Linked DNA regions of Pan troglodytes: region 2 is linked to region 1. A link is a contact called in public Hi-C data. All regions are on one chromosome and are shown on one strand. The core of a region is the stretch at or near the end of the contact, and the rest is flanking DNA. Distances in the headings are between cores, read along the strand shown.

Region 1 (2,700 bases), core at 69-2,568:
CCTGATCCTGGCTGTGGAGAAAAGGCCTTGGAGGGGCTCGGTCTCTGAGCTCCAGTGGGGTTGGGTGGGCATGCAGGAGGGCCAGGGCATGAACAGAAATGGGTCAGGGGCTGAGGGCTGGGGGTGTCTGACAGGACCCGGCCCACATGGCAGTGGCCTTAGAAGGCCCCAGGGTTCTCTGTCCTGGTCAGCCTGTCTGGTCAGGCCCGGGATTGTCACCTCACTGGAGAGATGGGCAAGCCGAGGCTGGAGAGAGGTCTGACTGAAGGGAACACAGGCCCAGGCTGAGATGGCCTCTGCTGTGCGCCCTGAGCTCTGCTACACCTGTCCACTGGCCCCCACAGCTGCCCATACCTCCAGACCAGGCTGATTCAGAGCCTTCCGGTCCTGATGCTGGCCACCTGCGGGGGCTGAAGGACACCCAGCTCCCCAACCTGAGGCCTGCTGCAGCACGGGCCACCCAGCAGCTGGCTGGCCGAAGAGGAAGGGGCAGCTGCGGCCAGGCCTCTGACCCTCCGGCTTGTCTGGCCGAGAGGAAGCTTCCGAGACCCCCACTTCCTGGACCTCTGAGTGGGCTGAGGCCCCACTTCCGCCGAGAGCCCTGAGCCCTGCTTTCAGCCTCTCCAATCCCAGTCCTGAAGCCCCACAACCCCCCAGCTACGTGTTTCCTGCTGCATGGGGTGGTGGTCGAGGGGGCGGTGACCAGGACACTCACCCAGATCTGGGGTCGGCAGGAAGCCCCATTGAATAGGGTGGGTGAGGACTGAGCTGATTGACCTCCCCTGGGGATGGGGCTGCCCACGGAGCCGGGTGATGACCTCTGCTAGGAGGGCCCATCAGATCCAGGCTAGCCCGCTGGTCCAAGGCCAGCCCTGCAGGATTGTAGCCAAAAGGGAGCTTCGATGCAGCCATTCAGCTTCCTGGGGTGGGCTGGGGATGGCCCAGGCCCGTGGGCCCCATGGAGATACGCGGTGGAGCAGCAGCTGGTGCCCAAGCGGAACCTATCTGAAGGAGGCTCTGTGGCGCTGGGGAAGGCTGGGCATGGGGGCAGGGCAGGTCGTGCCTCCCTCTGACCAGGGTTGTGGGGCAAGGGAAGTGGGGCTCCAGGGGGAAGTTCTCAGGTCCTGGGGTCCAGGAGGTTCCGACTGTGCCTCCCAGGCTGGTTGAGGCCGAGACACCTCTGCCTCTCCATGCTGTAGGGACAGGAAATCTGGGGTCTGGCCCAGGCTGGCAGACTGGGGGCAGAACCAAGGCCCATGCAGGGCAGGAAGTGGCCCTAGACTCCAGCGGGGGTGGGGTGGCCTCCCAGGAGCCATTTCCTCCCTGGAAACATCCTGCCTGGGCAGCAGGAGGGAAAAGAGGGATCCAGCCCCGGCTGGGCAGGAAGGGCCTGGGGCTCAGCATCCCCTCGGGCAGGGCTCTGGGAGCTCCCAGGAGGGAATGACCTCATGGCACGTCTGAGCCTCTGGAGCTGAAAGGCTGGGCTGGGCCTCCCGCCAGCCCCCCACCCAACCTGAGCTCCCGGGCCTGTCCCCTTGTCCTGGCCTCCCCAGAGTTTCTGGTGCCATCAGCCCCCATCGTCCCGAGGCCAGGAGCTCAAAGCCAGACTAGCTTGTTTCCCATATGAAGCATGGCCAGCACCCGCGCCTCCCAGCCTGCACATGGCCGACGGATGAGAGGACAAGGCCTGGAGGGAGGGGCCCTGCAGGCAGTGAGCAACCCACGGCGTCAGCCCAGCTGCCCCTGCTTGGGCATGGTGGGGGTCAGAGGCCCAGCTCCCACCCCTGTGGCCTAAATATAACCTAAGCAGGCGCCTGGCTGGGAATAGAGACCTCTGTCAGCTCCCAGCAGGTGCTAGTGGGAAGAAGGTCAGCATGATTGGCAGGGGTGCCAGTGAGCAAGCGGCCAGACTTGGGTCATGTGAGTGTCCAGTGGCACGGTCTGAGGGTGGGGTGGTGTGTCCTCACAGGACAGCTGGGTGCCCAGCCTCCCCTGCTCGAGGCAGCCCTGGCCCCTGCCGTTGCCTGTGCCCATGACTGAATGTGCTGCCACGCCCCAGGAAGGGGGGCCAGTCTGGCACTGGCAGCGTGGCTGAGCTCTTGTGCATGGGTCGAAACCTAACCGATGTCCCTCTGTCCCTTGTCCCGGCAGGGCTCTTCTGTCCCCTCCACCCTCAGGCCTCATCTTGCCCTGCATGCTGGTCCTTGTTCCACCCCTCCTGCAAAAAAAAACAAAAAACAAAAAACAAAAAAAAACCCTCACAAAACTCTTCAACTAGCCCAGCTGATGGCACTTGATCCAGTGTCCTCCGGAGTCCCCTCTGGCCCTCAGCTCCTGTCCCGGCCTCTAGCTCCCCAACTGACCGTCAGGTGAGGCCCCCTTGAGCCCCACATCACTGGGCCCAGGGCTGCGAGAACAGCAGGTGGGCTGGCCCCGGGGGGAGTCCCTGCCCCCTCCCTCCTTCAGCTGCCCTCCCCAGCCTCTCAGGTGGCATCCTGGGCCTCAGGTCCCCTGGCCTGTTTGGGAGCCCATGTCACATCCCTCTGCCAGCCACCCTTGTGCATGGTTCTCACCAGCTGGCCCTGCTGCCGTCGCCCTAAAGCACAGCCTTCTCTCCCTGTCCTTTCTGCCGAGTGGAAGTGTCATACTAAGAATCTGCGAATACACTGGAAAATACCAAGCAGACCTGGGAGAGATGGA
Region 2 (2,700 bases), core at 177-2,676, 170 kb before region 1:
GTTTTCCACAATGACTGTGTTTTACATTCCTTCCAGCGGGGTGTAAGGGTCATGGTTTCTTGTTTCTTCACGTATCTTGTAATTTTCTTATTGAAAGCTGAACATTTCAAATAATTTAATGCGGTAACTTTGGAAACCAGATTCTCCCTCTGCCCCAGGATTCTGTTGTTACAGCTGCTTATTTGGTGACTTTTCGGAACTGACTTTGTAGACTCTTATTCTTTGTTGTATGTGGCCACTGAAGTCTTTACTTGGTGAGCTTAGTGGTCAGCTAAGAACTGCATGGAGATTTCCCTAAACTAAGAACTCTCCCGGTCTTTGCTGAGGGCTCTGTGTGCGTTTGGAGGGGATGCCTTCCACACTCAGCAGGCAGCAGACAGCTCTGCCCTAGCCTTCACTTCCTGCTTCTGCAGAGATCAAGGTCAGCTGGAGGTGAGGGTTCAGGGCCTCGTTGGTCCTTCCTGATGTGTGCACAGTGCTGTGCGTGTGCCTGGCCTAGGTTCCCAGGAATATGCTGGAACCTTTCAAAGCTCCAGCAGACATCTCATACTTTGGTTTTTCCTTTGAAGCTTTTTGGGTAGTCTGTTGTTGGCTCCAACTGTTACCTATCCCCCTCAGGCAGCTGTGAGAAGAAAACCTCAGACAAATGCCCCCAGAGAAAGGCTTTTAGCTCTGGCTGAGCTCCAGTGAAGTTGGATAAAGGTGACCCTATAGTTGCTGACTCTGACTCTTCTTTGCGGGGGGCTTTGAAAGACCCCAGCTGAGTTCTGTTCTCTCTGACACGTCACTGTTCAGGGCTGCCGCTGAGGTGGGAGTGGGACCAGAGTGAGTTAAAACACCCTGGAGCTCCCATTCTCACTCAGCTTCAGCTGTTTTTCCTGACTTTAGTTCCCTATGTTGCTGCAAGCCTGTGGTTAATTTCCGTAATTCTGAATCTCACAGTTCTTGCCAGTTTTATCGCTGTTTTTAACAGAGAGGCGAATAACTCCTGGCCCAGTCTTGTGGGTTGTGGGGGCAGAGTTGAGGAAGGGGCCCCGGGGTGAGGGGTTGGGGGGCAGCTGCAGCAGGGAAAGCAAATGGGCTGGGGGTGAGCAGAGAGGTTTGGCTGAGACCAGTCCCCACGGGTCTCCCAGGGAACCGTGTGCCGCCTGCTCCAAGCCTCTAAGTAGGCTGCAGCCAAGCTCTTGAAGACCACGGCTCTCTCGGCCTGGAGGCCGCACCACCTCTGACTTAGACCCAGGGGCAGTCCGGTGGAGGCAGAGCAAGGGGAGGTTCTGCCACTTCTTGGATGTGACCCCAGCCTCCACTTCGTCCTGTGCTTACTGTGGAAACAGGGAAAGGAGCGGCCCCGAGGAGCACAAGCACCCCCAGTCCTTAGAGGCCATGGGACTTGTCTGGCCGCCAGGCAGCCACAGCAGCCTCTAGAGGGGGCAGGTTGCTTATGCACAGAGGTGGGGCTCAGGGCTGCGTGACTTTGTAGGATGACACTGTGCAGTTGTTCAAGGCAGCTGCTGCAGACAGGGTCCCAGTGATCCCCTCTCCTGGCAGCTGGGCTCATGGTGGTTCTGCTTAAAGAAGGCCACAGCCAGCTTCCAGCACCCAGCGGTCATTGGGCTTCTCTGAGGCCCCAGGCAGAGCTGCACGTGCATCCGCACCAGGGAGCACTGCACAGGGGCCCTGGCCTGGCCCGGCCCTGCTCTGCACCTCACGGGCAGCTGCTGACGGCTCTTTGGGCTCACAGGGGATCCAGCAGGCGCTCCTGGTCCTTAGGAGGCAGGCAGCTCAGGGCTGCTCCGCTCTCCCCGCCACACCCTCCCAGGGTGTCTGCCAAGGCTTGCTTGCGTTTTAGTCCCTTTGATTGCCAGACCTTTCGGTTTTCCTTGAGCAAACCTGAGAAATTCCTGACTTTATTTTTTTTTGCCAATTGGAAGCATAAACTGTTTGAGATCCGCTTCCTCCACCAGCACATCTTGTTCTCATGGCCGCTAAGGGGACGTTCACCCTGGGCCTCCCACCTGCTTGGCCACCCCTCTTCAGGTGACCTGTATGATTTCTGGGCTCAGAGCCCGCCCCGGCCAGCCCTCAAGAGTGTGAAGTCCGTCCTGGCTTCAGCCAGGTGCCCTCAGAGCTGCCTCTCAGTCCCTGCCCACCTCAGCCTGTGGCACTTACCCCCTGTGCCTCCTCTCCTCTGGCTGGCCTTGTAGGCCACCCCTGCCGCGCAGACACACCTGAGCTCTGCTGGCCCTGATTTGCTGACCTGTTCTCTCCCCACTTCCTCTCTCTGAGTTTGGATCCCCCAGAACCCAGGTGTTGCTCCCTGGGGCTGCATGCCCCTGTCTGTTTGATGTGTCTGTCCAGAACCCGGGCAGACTTGAGGGGTCCCAGCTGTCTGCCTGTATGGCCCCTGCAGTTGCTGTACCCACCTCAGGCCCTGTATCCTGCTCTGAACCAGGGTCAAGGGGAGGGTCCTGGGGAACAGAGGGGAAAGGTACCTTGCGAGGGCACCGGGACCTGGAGTGCAGCAGCTTATATGCAGACAGGCCATCTGCAGCCCCAAAGAGGCCACAGCCTGCAGACAAGGACTGGCAGCAGGGAAGCCCTGTGCATGTGTGCCCTGGGACAGCTCTGGTTGATTCTGCAAAGCTGGCATCCTCTTTAAGGAAGCCCTAGGACAGGCCAAATGGAGCTCTTGTCCAAGGG

The links. Hi-C and Micro-C count contacts between places; a contact is called where the count stands out from the background.
Region 2: a Hi-C map of induced pluripotent stem cells shows a contact between it and region 1, with 3 times the contacts expected there. The contact joins two enhancer-like sites. A contact is called at or near these places in 3 of 7 Hi-C or Micro-C datasets (induced pluripotent stem cells and stem cell-derived neural progenitor cells) and 1 of 1 other capture datasets (stem cell-derived neural stem cells).

Annotation. Positions count from the first base shown.
Region 1 is chr23:21,773,694-21,776,393 of NHGRI_mPanTro3-v2.0_pri, reverse strand. No RefSeq gene overlaps it. Among named protein-coding and RNA genes, the nearest start is that of TBX1, 15 kb to the left of the region's middle. Within about 2 kb of position 1,318, at least 2 of the 24 cell types and tissues checked have an H3K27ac peak or open chromatin away from gene starts, as enhancers often do. A contact at or near this core is called in induced pluripotent stem cells, where this site is marked.
Region 2 is chr23:21,942,062-21,944,761 of NHGRI_mPanTro3-v2.0_pri, reverse strand. All of the region lies in intron 7 of TXNRD2 (thioredoxin reductase 2), which reads left to right. Among named protein-coding and RNA genes, the nearest start is that of COMT, 30 kb to the left of the region's middle. Within about 2 kb of position 1,426, at least 1 of the 24 cell types and tissues checked has an H3K27ac peak or open chromatin away from gene starts, as enhancers often do. A contact at or near this core is called in induced pluripotent stem cells, where this site is marked.